Regions from separate parts of the Mus musculus genome. Here region 1 is linked to region 2. A link is a contact called in public promoter capture Hi-C data. All regions are on one chromosome and are shown on one strand. Each heading gives the region's core, a stretch centred on a gene start, on an enhancer-like site or on the middle of the called end of the contact. The rest is flanking DNA. Distances are from core to core; before and after follow the strand shown.

What was found. Promoter capture Hi-C pulls out the DNA fragments that hold promoters and counts their contacts.
Region 1: a contact with region 2 is called in a promoter capture Hi-C map of embryonic stem cells, with 3 times the contacts expected there. The contact joins the enhancer-like site here to the promoter of Spin1 in region 2. A contact is called at or near these places in 17 of 39 promoter capture datasets (the 3T3-L1 cell line, 3T3-L1-derived adipocytes, the C10 cell line and 10 more), 1 of 15 datasets of contacts at CTCF or cohesin (the G1E-ER4 cell line), 14 of 484 Hi-C or Micro-C datasets (adipose-derived mesenchymal stem cells, cerebral cortex, cortical neurons and 5 more), 10 of 115 datasets of contacts at active chromatin or transcription factors (acute myeloid leukemia, astrocytes, cardiomyocytes and 4 more) and 2 of 9 other capture datasets (embryonic stem cells and macrophages).

The regions. Positions count from the first base shown.
Region 1 is chr13:51,614,111-51,617,409 of GRCm38.p6, reverse strand. No RefSeq gene overlaps it. Among named protein-coding and RNA genes, the nearest start is that of Gm52049, 23 kb to the left of the region's middle. Within about 2 kb of position 1,404, at least 60 of the 459 cell types and tissues checked have an H3K27ac peak or open chromatin away from gene starts, as enhancers often do. A contact at or near this core is called in astrocytes, cerebral cortex, cortical neurons and 4 more, where this site is marked.
Region 2 is chr13:51,098,922-51,102,187 of GRCm38.p6, reverse strand. It overlaps Spin1 (spindlin 1), which reads right to left and starts at 1,308. Exons shown (of 6, transcript NM_146043.4): 1 at 1,198-1,308. 9430083A17Rik (RIKEN cDNA 9430083A17 gene) reads left to right here and starts at 1,461. Exons shown (of 1, transcript NR_029463.1): 1 at 1,461-3,266.

The sequences.
Region 1 (3,299 bases), core at 155-2,654, 520 kb before region 2:
GTGTGTGTGTGTGTGTGTGGTGTGGTGTGGTGTGTGTGTGTTATTTTAGGATAAGTATAAAGTCTTTAGTTTCCTGGGTAAACAGAAAGGGAATTGTTTTTTTGTTTTGGTTTTTTTTTTTGTTTTTTTGTTTTTGTTTTTTTTTTTTTTTGTGGGTGTTTTTGCTTTATTGTGTTTGAGATGCAGTCTCATTCTAACCCAACCTAGCTCGTAACTGTTAGTGTGGCCCAGGTTGGTCTTGAACTCATGATCCTCCTGCCTTAGTGGCCAAAGTGCTGGGCTTGCAGGCACTGACCTCCACTCCCCACTAAGAAAAATCTACCTGTCTGATGTCTTAACAACTGGATCCTGTAAATTATGCATGTGTGTATGCATTATGTTCTTAAAGCAATAAGAACCAAAGAAGAATATTAAGACACCAATAAAAAGTAGCCATTCATCTCGTGACTCACAAACCAACACACGGAGAGACACTGCCAACATAGGCACAGCAGGAGACTGCAGCCCTCAGCATCCCACAGGCACACTGAGTTTGGCAACCGCCCATGCATACGGATGCCTTTGTGGGAGGCCCGGGGAGCTCAGCAGAGAGGCTTCAATACCTCATTAGAGGAAGGGGGTGAGGGTTGGGAGGAACAAGCCTGTCAAGGAGAGTAGATGAGGCAGGTTCACTGTCTCATAGGCCGGTCCCCATCTGCAGAACTCAGTGACAAGAGCATCCTCCTGCGGTGACTTCTCTAAGGAGGGAAAACAAGAACACAACGAATGCCTGGTTTCCTGGTCACGTGGGAGCCCAACAGGCGTGGTTCTGTTTTGGTCTACTCAAACCCTTTGCCTCTTCCTGAGTAAATAGCCTGGGGCTAGGCAGGAAAGGGGGTGGGGTGGGGGAGAAGGGGCGGGGTTCATAATGACAGGGTCTCGAATCCAACAAAGAATGATTGGTCATCCAGATACCTTGGAAGCTCTGAGAGGTCAGTCACATCCCTCCACCACTGCAGTTGCTCCTGCTAGAAGTCTAGATGGGTCTCGGGGAATTCTGTATACATCCCAATAGCTAGTGGTCTCCCATAAACTAACGCTGATAGTCAACTTGGTGGCATATAGGGTCACATAGATTACCTCCTGGGCGTGCTTATGAGGGACTTTGTTAAGTTAGCCTCTGGGTGTGTCTTATCTAGATTGGGCTAGTTGAGGTAAGAAGACCCACCCCAAGTGAGTGTGACATCATCTCGTGGGCTAGGATTCTAGACTTAAAAAAGAGAGAGTGAGGAGGGCACTGGCGTTCATCTGTTTCCTGACTGTGGCTGCCCTGCGACCAGCTGTCTTGCACCCCCTCTAGGATCTCCACAGTATGATGGACCAGCCGGTGAGCAGAATAAACTCCTCCTTCCATTGCTTTTGTTAGTCATTGCATCACGGAAGTGAGCGAAGAGTTGTCCAACACAGTGTGCATAAGCCTTTGTTTGTTGCCCCAAGCACATGCAGGCGACCAGCTGGACTTTGCCGAGCTGGGAGCAGGCTACTAACCTTGAACACTCAGGGCACCGTCCCAGGGAAAGGGAACAACTCAGAGCTTGGCTTAGCTTTACGAGATTCAGATGAGGTTTATATTTCCAAGGCATTTCCCAACTGTGAGCCAAAGGGATAAAGTCACAGAAAAGACCAGAGGGACTCCCAGAATCCCTAGCTCGGGTGAGTAGTGGATGCCTGTCTCTTTCAAAGCCATTCAGTAATGACTGGACACGCCTGCTTTTCCAGATGTGTCGGTAGCAACACAAGGCTTCAAGAACACGGAAAATCAGAAATGTCAGTGAGCTGTAAGGGAACACACAGAGGTCATTGTGAGACCACTCTCCATGGATGGAATGAGAAGTTCTGCAGAGGTGGAAACCTAAAAACAAAAAAGAAAACCAAAAATCCTAGAAGTTTTGGAACTGAGGAATGCATGGAGTAAGCTTAGAAGCATGATAGAGGTACAACAGCAGGCTTGACTAAGCAGGAAAACGATTCTGTAATCTTGAAAAGGGCCACTTGAAGTTTTCCCTTTAGTCAGAGAAAAGAAAATTCAGAATAAAAACAAGTGAAGGGAGCTTATAGATTTCTGAGACTTCCCAGTGTGGGCCGGCATGGACATTCTGGGAGTTCCACAAGGAAAAGAGAAAGATCGATCAGAAGAAAACTTGCTTGAAGAAATAATAGCTTCCAAATGATAAATCCCCAACTATTGAGAAAGATGTGGACACCAAAGCTCGTGAATTCAAAGCTTTTAAAATAAGATTACACTAAGATATATAGTGGTCAATTTATTAAAAGTCAGACAGAATTTAGAAATTACCAAGAGAAAAGATTCCTGCCACCTGCATCAGGACCCTCACAAGGCTATCAGCAGATTTCTCTGCAGAAGTCCTATAAGGGGAAGAGTGGAATACTGTGAAATCAATGACACACACATACACACACACACACACACACACACACACACACATCAGCTCTGAGGACATAGAAGCTGGATGGGGAAGACTTTCCTGCAAGCAGAAGCAGGAATGGCTATACTTATGCAAAGTAGGCTTTAAGTAAAAATCTGCCATAAGGCACAGTGGTCATTTGACCATGGCCAATGTGTGGAGCAAACAAGAATACAGGCAGATGCACTCACCGTAACAGTACAGAAGTGTATAAAGCAAGTATATCAGCAGAATTGAAGGAGCGTACAGACAGCAATGGCTCACAGTAGTAGTCTTTAACATCTCACTTTCAAAATAGATACATCATTGAGGAAAAAAAAAAAAAAAAAAAAAGCCGGGCGTGGTGGCGCACACCTTTAATCCCAGCACTTGGGAGGCAGAGGCAGGCGGATTTCTGAGTTCGAGGCCAGCCTGGTCTACAGAGTGAGTTCCAGGACAGCCAGGGCTACACAGAGAAACCCTGTCTCGAAAAACAAAACAAAACAAAACAAAACAAAACAAAACAAAACAAAACTCAACAAGAACTTGAATAACACTGTAACACTCAGACCCACAGACCTGACACACAGAGATTTCGCCCAACAGCAGCAGGATGTGTATGCTTCTCAGATGCAAACCATAGGACAGATCATACGCCAAAAAATTGATTTTGGTAGCAAGTTTAAGAAGATTGAATGCTGGTAACCCGTAGTCCCAACACATGGGAGGGTGATGCAGGAGGGTTGCTAGAAGTTTAAGGTCAGCCTGGGCTACACGGTGCATTCTAGGTCATCCTGGGCTACAGAGTGAGACACTGTTTCAACAAAAATAAGAACAGAAGAGAAGCTTGAGTAC
Region 2 (3,266 bases), core at 59-2,558:
AAGCTAATTTCGTTTTACTTATTGAGAGAAACACTACACGTTTTTATAAACATAGCAGGCTACGTTAATACACAATTACCAAATCTGATAACGGACATCCTGTAAATCGTGTTCACCCATTAACTAATACTGAAGGGGTTAAAAAGGCTAAAGATGTGCCTCTTCTATCTTTCCAAAATTTCACCACCTCAGAAGTGCGCTCAGGATGTATAGGTAAAAAAACGTCTAAGATCCGGTTTCATTTTCACTCTCTAACAAAAGCTATGCAGAAGGCAATTACTCTCCATCAATCCTTTCAGGCTGCAGCTTCTTCCAGAAAATTCCAAGGAAAGTTAGTGAGGCATTCGCATTTCGATACGGATACCATCTTTCTCGCTAGTCACACTAAAATCCTTTACAACACTTGAACGAATCTTGTATTGCTTTTGGATGTACACGATAAATAAACAAGCCTTTAAACCAGAAGTAAGACTGCACGCGCGCGCGCACACACACACACACACACAGAGAGAAAAATCCTTACAAAACCCGAAACCCAATTCATAGACCATCGAAACCAAATCAATATAAAAACAATTGCGTAAACAAACTTTGAGATGCGCAGGCAACGTCGTGGATGACTGAAGCCATTTCTCAACCCGACACCCCCCGCCTCCCGGAAAGGCCCAGAACGCACCATCCGTGCAGGAAGCCGCCAGGGACCGCGACCCCCGGCGCTGCGCAGTATCCGCACCGCACATCTATCGGGCGCATTCGGGGAGGCAAACCCAAGGTCACGCAGGCCCGCGCCCCGAGCCCCCCAGGCAGGGCGTCACCGGGATGACCCGTCGCGGGGGTCCCGCCACGCCCCTCCCCCGCCCGGTTACGCAATGCCCCCGCCCCCGCCCCCCGCCCGGCACGGAACAAAGCGCGCGGGAAGCGGCCGCGGGGCTGGGGCAGGGACCCCGCGAGCGCCATGTTGGCGGGGGCGGCGGGGACCGGGCGGGGGCGACGAACAAAGGAACTCGCGCACGCCCCGGCCCCAGCCCGCCGCGCCCCGGCCCCACCGAGCCCGGCCGGCAGGGGGCGCTGAGGGGCGCCGCCCGCGGACAATGCGCCCGGGGCCCCGCGGGCTATGCTCACCTGGGTCCGCGCGCCGTGAGAGGCCCACTCGCTTCCCCCCTCACGGCCCTGCAGCCAGCCCCACGCGCGTCTCACCTGTCGGCCACCGAGGCTGCCCACGGGGCCGCCGTGGTTCGCTCGTGCTCCCCGCCGGCCCAGCCCGAGCCAGACGGCGCCTCCCCACCCCCGCTCCTCGCCGCGGCCGCCGCCCGCCCCCCGGCCGCCACGGCGCACGCGCACTGCGCCCGCCGAACTGCGACGGCCGCGCCGCCCCGGCGCCCGGCGCCGCCGGACGCACTGCGCAGGCGCGGGTGGGAGGCGGGCCCTGGCGGCGGGGGCGGGGCCTGGCGCTGCTCACCTGGAGGGTGGGGCGCGCACCCGGAGCGGCGAGGTACACGCTGGGGAGCCGCGGGCCTGGCGTAGAGCCGGCCTCTCTTACAAGCGGAGCAGGGTCGGGAAGACGAACGGAGAGTAGCGGGCGTTGGTATTTACTCTTGCACGGGAGGACGGCTTCCAGGAGCTATCCTGACTCTTTGTCCTGGGACCTTACGTCTGCTGTCTCGGGTAGCTGCCTGGCTAGCTGCGGAGATGCAGGAGGCTAGGTCACATGACCGTGCGCCGCGCAGGTGCACTTTCCTGCGGAGCAGCAGCTTTGGACTGCAGGACGCGAGCCCTTTAAAAATATGGATAGGCTCCCCCATGCTCCCTTGAAGACACACCGCCTTGCTGTACGCCGCACTGCGCAGTGGCTGAGGAACTAGGCTCAGCTTGCAAAGCTCAGGGCCTCCTGCGAACACCTGCTGAGGGTGGCTGCTGCAAACACCTAGCCTTGGCCTAGCTGCAGCCGCTGCTCTAGAAGTCACCCCGGGCTCCTCGCGAGGCTGCAAGCCAAGACTTCCCACGATCGCACGAGAATCCGTGCGACTCTGGTTCCAGTTAAGATCGCCTATTGAGGATCTGTTTGGCTGTGGGCAAGGAAAGAGAGAAAAAGAAAACGTCCGGGATGGTTTGGTTTGAGGGGAAGTGAAATACGGGACCTGAAGCTTCGTCTGGGTCTCCTTCCCTCCTTTAACCCAGTGTCTGGATCCAGGCGGTCACCGACCTGGTTCCTCGAGTGCTGTAGCACTGCCGCATTGTAATAAGCCTCCTGCCAGAGTGTTGCCAGGTCGAATTACAAGACGTTATTGGAAAGCCCTTTGCGCACTCCAAACCTGCAGCACGGCTCTTAGTTCGCTGTGCTCTTTGGGATTCCATTGGCACTTTTTTTTTTTTTTTCAAAATAAGATTGATATGTGCCTGCTCAAATTAAAATGCTTGTCTCAGATGACATTCTTGGCAGGAGCAACGTAGTCACAGACCGAAGAGAGGGCTAATTTCAGTAGAGATGCAGCCAGCCTGGAGATCACTGAGAGAAGATTAGCTTTTGTTGTGTTTAATGTTTGATCGTGGAGGCTGACAGGAACAAGGAAGGGTGTGATAGGGAAGGAGGCTGGAGTGACAGTATGGAACACTTCCGTTTCCTTGGTGACACGCCTGGTTTTTTTTGGTTTGTTTTTTTTTTTCTGTTCTCTAGAGGAACAGAACTTACAAAATGAATATATACATATGGAAAGAGTATGTATTAGAATACCTCACAGGCTTTGATCAAGTTAGTCCAGCAATGGCTGTCTACCCACAGAAGGTCCAGGAATTCAGTAGTTGTTCAGTACTGAAAGCTGAATGTCTCATCTGGTCTTCAGCATACGCTGGAATCTCAAGCAGGCTATAATGTGAGTGAAGGAATGGACTTGCTAGTGAGACAGCAAAGAGCAAAAACTTCCTTATTCCGTGTCCTTTAAATAAGCTGCCAACAAGTGTGCCCCAGATTAAAGGTATGTCTTCCTACCTCAGAAGATCCACATTAACCGTGTCTCTTCCCACCTCAAAAGGTCTGGATTAAAGGTATATTTTTTTTACCTCAAAGATCCATATCAAATGGTTTAATTAAGCAGAAATCCATCACTGGTGGGCCCATCCATTTTGGAGTTTTGATTCCTGATGTCAAGTTGACAAAAATGGCCTTCACATCTGCCTAGCACTTACTGACATTTTGGGACCTGGTAACTTGGGGAAAAGAGTATTGGGTTGTTTTGCTTGAACCAGGGCCTCACTATCTAGCTGGGTAA